Regions from separate parts of the Mus musculus genome. Here regions 1 and 2 are each linked to region 3. Evidence: chromatin contacts called from public HiChIP or PLAC-seq and promoter capture Hi-C data. All regions are on one chromosome and are shown on one strand. Each heading gives the region's core, a stretch centred on a gene start, on an enhancer-like site or on the middle of the called end of the contact. The rest is flanking DNA. Distances are from core to core; before and after follow the strand shown. Region 1 has its middle 4.9 kb from the start of Mir23a. Region 2 holds the start of 4921524J17Rik (RIKEN cDNA 4921524J17 gene). Region 3 holds the start of Rad23a (RAD23 homolog A, nucleotide excision repair protein).

Evidence for each region. Promoter capture Hi-C pulls out the DNA fragments that hold promoters and counts their contacts. HiChIP or PLAC-seq counts read pairs in DNA pulled down with a chosen protein or histone mark.
Region 1: an H3K27ac HiChIP or PLAC-seq map of bone marrow-derived dendritic cells shows a contact between it and region 3, with 7 times the contacts expected there. The contact joins the enhancer-like site here to the promoter of Rad23a in region 3. A contact is called at or near these places in 10 of 39 promoter capture datasets (the 3T3-L1 cell line, the C10 cell line, the HPC-7 cell line and 7 more), 7 of 484 Hi-C or Micro-C datasets (the Ba/F3 cell line, Th1 cells, embryonic stem cells and 4 more), 18 of 115 datasets of contacts at active chromatin or transcription factors (the NIH/3T3 cell line, the SCID.adh cell line, acute myeloid leukemia and 14 more) and 4 of 9 other capture datasets (adipose tissue, embryonic stem cells, liver and 1 more).
Region 2: a contact with region 3 is called in a promoter capture Hi-C map of pre-B cells, with 3 times the contacts expected there. The contact joins the promoter of 4921524J17Rik here to the promoter of Rad23a in region 3. A contact is called at or near these places in 2 of 39 promoter capture datasets (cranial neural crest and pre-B cells).

What each region holds. Positions count from the first base shown.
Region 1 is chr8:84,202,275-84,204,974 of GRCm38.p6, reverse strand. No RefSeq gene overlaps it. Among named protein-coding and RNA genes, the nearest start is that of Mir23a, 4.9 kb to the left of the region's middle. Within about 2 kb of position 1,319, at least 381 of the 459 cell types and tissues checked have an H3K27ac peak or open chromatin away from gene starts, as enhancers often do. A contact at or near this core is called in the Ba/F3 cell line, the HPC-7 cell line, the NIH/3T3 cell line and 24 more, where this site is marked.
Region 2 is chr8:85,431,495-85,434,194 of GRCm38.p6, reverse strand. It overlaps 4921524J17Rik (RIKEN cDNA 4921524J17 gene), which reads left to right and starts at 1,354. Exons shown (of 4, transcript NM_025722.3): 1 at 1,354-1,536. The coding sequence starts at 1,471.
Region 3 is chr8:84,839,300-84,841,999 of GRCm38.p6, reverse strand. It overlaps Rad23a (RAD23 homolog A, nucleotide excision repair protein), which reads left to right and starts at 1,348. Exons shown (of 9, transcript NM_001297606.2): 1 at 1,348-1,506. The coding sequence starts at 1,435.

The DNA of each region.
Region 1 (2,700 bases), core at 70-2,569, 640 kb after region 3:
AAATGTGTCTACAGAGCAAGCTGGAGGGCAACCTGGGATACATGAGACTCTAAAAAAGATAAGTTTAGGGCTAGAGAGATGGCTCAGCGGGTAAGAGCACTGACTGCCCTTCCGAAGGTCCTGAGTTCAAATCCTAGCCACCACATGGTAGCTCACAACCATCCGTAATGAGATCTAACACCCTCTTCTGGAGTGTCTAAAGACAGCTACAGCGTACTTACATATAATAATAAATCTTAAAAAAAAAAAAAGAAAACAAGTTCAGGGCTGGAAAGATGACTCAATAGTTTAGACTGCATATTGCTTTCTGAGAACCTGAATTTGGTTTCCCGGCTCACATGTGGCGCCCTCTTCTGGACCCTTTAGGCACCTACACATACATGCACATACCCAACACATACACAAAAGTAAAAAAATAAGTCTTAAAAAAAAAGAAAATCTCTACTTCCCAATAATTGGAAGAGTTCCTGGGTGACATCAAGGACAGAAGCATTCAGTCATATCAGGCAGTGACAGGCAGGACAGTGGATTTAACGTCTAGATCTGGCATCACCGATGTCTGAGGAATGAGGAATAAGGATTGAGATATTCTGATGTGTCTTCCCCAGTACGCGTGCTTACACACACACACACACACACACACACACAGTCTCCAGCCCCAATCCACCTCTGTCTCTTTGGGTTCTGGGGGCAGCCCAGGTCCACAGGCTGACCAGCCTCCCCAATCACCTCCGGAAGTGAGACAGCATATTCGTCCCAGGGACCAGAACGGGAAGGGCGGCCATTTGGCCAGGCTGGTTTCCTGTGGGGTTTCCCCTACAAAGAGCCCAAGGCTGCAGCCAAGGCCACTCCCATCCTCACACACACCAGAGGTCTGTGTCTGGCGTGGAGGGGGCATTACCACGCAGGTGTCCAGGAGCTGGGACACCCTGTACTGACTCTTAGTCTCACAGGGAGACTCAAAGGGACAGAAGTCCTGGAGCTGGAGGGCTTGAGAAACAGGGCGGGGGGCCTTGGGCTGTGGTATCCCAGTCAGTTAAATTAGCACACACAGCCTTCAAGCCCTCGGCATCCCTGGAGGACCCACAGTGAACCCCAAGAAAGAACCAGGGCAGAGGCCCTCCGGTCGTCCCCAACCCTGATCCTCAAATACTTTCCACTCTCGCGAAGCAGCGAGGATCGGAAAATACCAAGGGCTGCAGTCTCCGCCCAGCTCCGCCCCCGCCCCAGCCACCAGCGCTCGCTAATGGCCCACTCTTCCCAGGAGCTGGGCGGCTGGGTTGGGGCCAACCCGACCTGCGGCACAGATGCCTGCCCTCCACGTCCGTCCCCACGCAGGAACCAGACAACCCGCCCGGGTTGGGGGGCAGGGCATAGGCAAGTGGGTGGGCCTAGTGCCTAGCCGCGAGTGGAGGGGGCGCAGGAAGGGGTGAGGGAGGGCTGAATCACTTGGTATAAATAGGCAAAGACGACAGCCACGTCCCACCCTCGCTGCCCGCCAGCCACACAGTCCAACAACCAGATCCCCCACTCTATTCCTTAACATTCTGTTTGCGGTGCTGGGTTCCCCTCAAGCCAATCAGTGCTCCCAGGGTGAAGTTCATCCCAGGTCCTGGCCTGGCCTGGGACTGGAGATAGGAGCGCTGACCTCCATCACCCACTGTCTTCTGGAAGGCTTGGCTCACTCCCTTAACTCCGCAAAACTTCCAGGAACCAGCCAGGCATTGTGAGGCGTCTCTGTCAGTCTACCATTCAGGAGGCTGAGCCAGGAGGACTGCCATGTGTTCAAGACCGCGGTAGGCTATGAAATGAGACTGTGTCTCGACCCCCAAAGTTGACTGTGGGTAGAGAGTGCTTGGCTATTTTGCTGGAAGCATGGAGTCAGCAGGTCCCATCTTAAAGCAGAAACCCTTCATCATGGTGCACACAAGTAAGCCTAGCATTCAGGAGGTGGAGGCCTAAGGACCAGTTCAAGGACATCCTGGACTACTTATCCAGTTCCAGGCCAGCATGGACTACATTACATTAGATCATGCCTCAAAAACTTTTATTAATAGATCGATAATTATTATTATTCCCAGGCCCAAAGCTTAGGGTTCCAGAGCCCCAAATGTACACAGGAGACAAAAGGGAGGTATCACCGGGCATCCCAGATTTGCTCCCCCGAGTCCCTCAAGGCCCATGTGCCCATCCTGCCACCCAGCCCTGCTCTGCCCAGGGCCACAGCTCAGTAGCCACACCCAGGGTGGCGCCAGTTCTAGCTCCAGCAGCCTGAGGCAAGGCGCCGCTCGAGTGTGACTCAGCCATGCCCGGCATGATGCTGTCCTTCCCTACCCAAGAATTCTCACGCCCACGCCACCACCCTCAATCCTTCCCCATGGCCAGCTAGGAAGACACACCTCCATGTCCACTGAGGACATTCAACACAGGATATGAGGAGACCTCAGCACCCTATGGGAGACTAGAGAGTGTGCTCTGTTCCACTGCATCTCCAAAAGTTCCCATTCACAGATGGAAAAACTGAGGCGGCAGAGACAATCCCAGGAATGTCTACACTCTCTCCATAAAGACAAGGCCGCCTGAGCTGGAGTTGGTGGCCCATGCCCATAACCCTAGCACTTGAGAGTTGCAGGAAAGAGAATGCGGAGCTCAAGTCCGCCGTTAGTTTCATGGCAAGTTTGAGGCTAGCCCAGACTACAA
Region 2 (2,700 bases), core at 105-2,604, 590 kb before region 3:
AAGGCCTCTGTCTTGTTCCAGGAATTTAGTGGCATGGAACAGTAATTCCCTGCCCTCCACCCACATTCGTGTGTCAATTCTTTTCCAACTTGGCAATCAAACAGGACTGTGAGTTCTGACCCCAGCTGATACAGAAAAATCACTAACTCTAAGCCCACTTTCTTTCTTCCTGTGATCCATCTCCCTAGTGTGCCCTCTTTTCTTTCTTTTTTTCTTTTTTTTTAGATAGGGTTTCTCTGTATAGCTCTGGCTGTCCTGGAACTCACTTTGTAGACCATGCTGGCCTCGAACTCAGAAATCCGACTGCCTCTGCCTCCTGAGTGCTGGGATTAAAAGCGTGCAGACACCACACCGGGCTTAGTGTGCCCTCTTGAGAGAGTAAAGGTCGTGTGTGTGTCCAGGCAGTGAACATTACATTTCTCTTACTTGCAAGACCAGTAGCCCAAGATAATGCTGTCAGCTCCAGATGTCATCTGCTCCCTTTGATCCAAAGTGGCAGAAGTTTTGTGTCCCTTCAAGGCTGATCCTGGAGACTTCCTTAGGGGGTTATTTGGGATTGGGGAACCCTTGTGTTAAGGACTCTATTCACACACACACTTCTTTTAACTGACTTTACATTTTCACACGTTTAGATTTTTTTTTTTTGGACAGGTAGTGTCTTTGTCCTGAGATACCTTTCCTATAGTACAGAGTATGAGGAGTCTCTTTAACAATGGCAGATGCTCTGTGTGTTACCCCTCCCTTTTCTGCAACTTTATACCCAGCTCATGCTCCTTTCTTCATCAAACTACAGTTTAAAAATATCTCTCTGCTCTCTCACTGTAGATCTGAACAAGAGCAGTGAAAGCTGGGATGATAGGAGTGCACAGCATTTTGTTTCACTTTTCAAATAATTTGCTTTTAATTTTAAACTACTCAGTATCAGTGATACACAAGATGAAACCAGACCAACCTCTCCACCCCCTCCAAAAACAAAGCCTTGTAGACTGTTCCTTGAAGGCAGACATTTCTTATTCGGTGTGCTTAATAGTGGATCGTAGGCAATTATTTAATGAATAGTGAAGTTTATACCCCTGACGCTGGAAGCCTAGGGGTTTCATCGAGTGTCTATTATAATTTCTCTCGGATTAGCATTGCTGACATTTGCAGAGAGGTTTTCCGTTGCCAGTAACCATTTCAGGCTCTGGTTCTGGGGCCGACGAGGGGGCGTGCCCAGCACCAGGGCTCGGCCCACCTGTGCGTTGGTTGGTGGAGTCTCGTCGGAGCCACGCCCCCGAGCGGTCCACCGCCTTAGAGGGCGTGGCGATGGGACTTCCCTGGAAGGGCCGCGGCGCCCCCCTCCTCCAACCCGCACGCAGCCCCGCGCACGCGCACGCGCGCCTCCACGGCTGGGTCGCGGCTGGAGTGAGGACGCGCTGTGTGGAGCAGCGGAGGCACGGCGCTGCTTCCACCGCTGCTCAGGAGGGGAGCATGTCTGCAACTCGAGCCAAGAAAGTGAAGATGGCCACCAAATCGTGCCCCGAGTGCGACCAACAGGTGGGCTGGGCCGGCGCGAGCGGGCGGGGCGGGCAGGGCGGGTGGCCGTTGCTCGGCGGCGGTTGGCGGTGCGCGGCGGCCCGCGGGCGGCGGGGGCCTGGGAGCGGGGACCCGGCGCTGCCCCTTCTGGTCCCGGGCCGGCCCGCGGACCCCTGCCGCCCCGCATGGCTTTGTTCGCGGTTGGGGAGAGTGCGGTGCTGCTTCTCAGCTGTCGCTCCCCGCCACCTGGGTGGCAGCATAAAGCAGACAAAAGGACAGTAATGGTGCTAACTTTTTTGCAAATTTGTGGACTTCCGGAACGCCGCAAAAAAACCAACCAGTTTGATGTGTGGTTTCTAGTCCTTCCACTACGTTGTTAACGGAACACGGTTCGAATAAAGTCGGCGTTGAGGCTCTTCCTCTCTGCGTGTGCCCCGTCCCATTCGTGCTATTTACTGTTGTAAATTTGACATGTCTGCTTACAGATTTTTTTTTTAAATATGCGGATTCGTGAATTTGAAATCATTCATATTTAGACTGAACTCATGGAGTAATAGTCGTAATTTTTAAAAAAATCATTTTTCTTTTCCTACATTTAAGTACGCCTAATTATAGTGTGATGAACAAAAACTCATTCCATTAAAATCATCCTTAGGCCTTCATGCCGGCATGCAGATCTGGCTGTACTTCTTTTTCCTGAATCTTCCTAAAATGACTACCTCTCTCTCTTCCCCTCCCCCCTCCTTCTCTCTGGAGTAATTGGAAATGGGTGGAGACTTAAAATCTGATTTAAGTATATTATTTAGGGCGTGTCCTTGTAGGTTTATTAAAATCTTTAAACAAAAAAGTTACATGTTTTATTCAGTATGATTTATAGGCAATGTTTAAAAATGCTGATGATGGAAAGTTGTGCAAGTTTAGTCGATAGAGCATACCAGTCTGCAATATCAAAACAGTCATGTTTTCCAAAATGTAGAGTTACGTTCATTCTTTCCACCCAACTAAATTGTAGCAAACTTGCACTTTGTGATCAGTCTGTTGGCAGATTACTTTGATGTTTAAATAATTTTCAGTTAAGGCTTTTACAGTATGAATTATGCATTCTGTTTCTGTAGGGCACAAGTCCCTTGTTTTACTTGGCATAAAATAATCTTTTGGGGAAAATATCTGTTTTTAATTTCCTGG
Region 3 (2,700 bases), core at 99-2,598:
TTTGCAGAGTCTCAGAAATGTCATTTATATGTATCCCATAGTCTCTAAATGGGAGAGTAGCCATCAGGTCTTGATCCTAAACTCATAGACGTGTAAGTTTTGATTCTAGCACAGACCTCATTGACAGACTGACTAGAATTTAGTGAATTCAAATATTAGCCATCTTGGTTAAAAGTGGGATGGATCTGTTGGACTGACACCTAGGAAAGCTGAGCAAAGTTCACAGTAGTGGGGTGCATGCTGGTAGATAATAGTCAAAGGGACTGACTGAGCTCAGGGACAGTGATCTACTTTCCCCAAGGGCCCATGGTTCTAGGACTGAGCTGATAAAGATAGATTCCAGGATTGGGTTATGTAGTTCAGTTGGACACTTAGCTAGCATGGCCTGGGTTCCATCCCCACCACAAGGAAAAGAAGAGACTCATTGTTGAGTCTCAAGGCTGCCTTTTATACTCTAGTGTAGTAGGTTGAAGAATGGGCAGGAGGAAGCCTGTGTTCTTCACAAGAAAGTTGTGATCTAGCTTTCAATTCTGGAGTCTAGACTCAAGTGAAGGGAGGGAGGCAGGCCTTGGTTAATTGCCTGATCATTGGTGTGGATAGAAACACTGGGCAAAGCAAGCATCTAAGAGGATGGTGATGTTAGTTCTGTTTGAGAGTCCCTTAAATCACCCTGATGAACTGCCCTATCCTGAGTCTGACATTTTCATTACTTTTTGGTATGTGAGGGTGGTCTAAAGCTTCATGAATACTACCCCTTCCCCCCACGAAAAATGTAGGTACCTTAAGAGTTGGTGTAAGTAAGGAAAATTTATGGAGGGGAGAATTACATATTTAATATAAAAGAACCTTGAAAATGTTTGGATGAATAGGTAGGTCATTGCAGGATTACAAAGATGTGGGGAACTCATGAACTAGAAGTGTAAATTTATTCCAAAAATTAAGATGGTCCTTGAAAATGGGGTCACATAGTTGCCCTCCTCTACATTGATTGATGGTAACTTCTAGGCAGTCCTCTGCTAAGATTCCTTTTATTTTGACCAGATCCAAATTGGGTCACTTGAAATAGGCAGAATGTATGAAAAATAACTTAGGAGCAGAAATCTACAACAAACACCTTAAAAACTTTAAAAGTCCTTAGGAGCCATTTTGTGGGTATAATGACATCACTGTTAGCAGAAATGATGTCACCAAGACAGCGGAATGCTGGTGCACACAGCAAAAGCTCACAAAGCTAAGATTGCGCATGTCTAAGGTAAGGTGCAGCCGCGCATGCTCTAGAGGTCGAGGAGGGTGTCACCGGCGCTGACGATCGGCGGGCGCTGCACACTTGCCCCGGAAGTGCTTGGCGCGGCGCGGCTGGGCGCTAAGATGGCGGCGGCGTGAGTTGCATGTAGTACGAGGATCCCGGGGCTGCCGCATTGCTCCGGCCCCGCCATGGCCGTCACCATCACCCTTAAAACGTTGCAGCAGCAGACCTTCAAGATCCGCATGGAACCTGACGAGACGGTGCGGGCCGGAGCCCGGGGGCGGGAGCGACCGGGTGCCGGGGTGGGTGGGGGCAGGGATGCCGGGATCCAACGGGAGGGGCGGAGAGGACGCCGTGGCCAGGCCCTGCCCTCCCCCAGCAGCCCGACCTCCTCGGATCCCCCCGATCGGCCCTGCCCTGCCCCGGCGGCTCGGGCGCTGTTCCCGGGCCAGTCCCTGGGAGTTCCCAGGTCTGGCTCCCGTGTCAGCTGCGGGCTCCGCGTTCCCAGCCTGCAAGCTGCTCAGGTGGCACAGTTTGCCCTCAGTGCCAACGAGGTGCCGACTGGTGACTACAATGATGATAATAATAAATGGTCTTAATCTTAATAGTTTTGGTGGTCCGTCTTTGTTGGCCGTTTATTCTTTACCAGTTTATTCTTTACCAGAGTATTAGTGTCATCTTGCTGAGTCTGCAAAACAGTGTTGTCGTTTGGGGACTCCTGACTTTCCCCTTTTGACAACCACGGAGTTAAGGAACTTTGCCACGGTCACAGCCAATAATGACAGTGACAAGATTTTTTTTTTTCTCCATTTCACATAACAGCAGCCTAAACATGCTGTATGAACTTTTGTTTGGTTTTGCTTTTTGAGAGTGGAGTCTAGTCTTGTTCTTCTGGGCTCATGTGAACCTTCTTTACTTAACCTCCAAGTAACTGATATTGCTGTCTTGGGCCACCTCCCCTAAACCTTCTCAAAACATAGGTTGAAGCCATTGGTGTACCCTCAGTGAAGTCTAAGCTTGGTAGTCATGTTCATAATCTCTGAGCAGAGATTACCTGGAGTTCTAGGCCAGCCTGGGCTATGATGTTTTAGGCAAGCCTGGAGTTGAGTACAGAATAAAATCCTGTTCCAAAAATGGAGGGAAGAAAGATGACCTCAGTAAGTACAGAAAAGTTACTGTTTGAGGCCAGCGATGGATACACCGTTTCATTTTCTTATTACTGTTTCCCCTCCTAACCACATCCCATTGGAAATACAAGTTTGCTTTTCTTCTCACATCAGTGTCTTCTTCATGAGAACACTGACTTGTGTTTGTTCTGTTCCACAGGCCTCTGTAAAACAAGTTGTAAAACAGGTTGGGGATGGAGCTTTTGAATATACAAGGCCTGAGCTAGGGGTCTGTCCCCAAACCACCACTACCATTACACACACACACATATACACACACGGTGAACA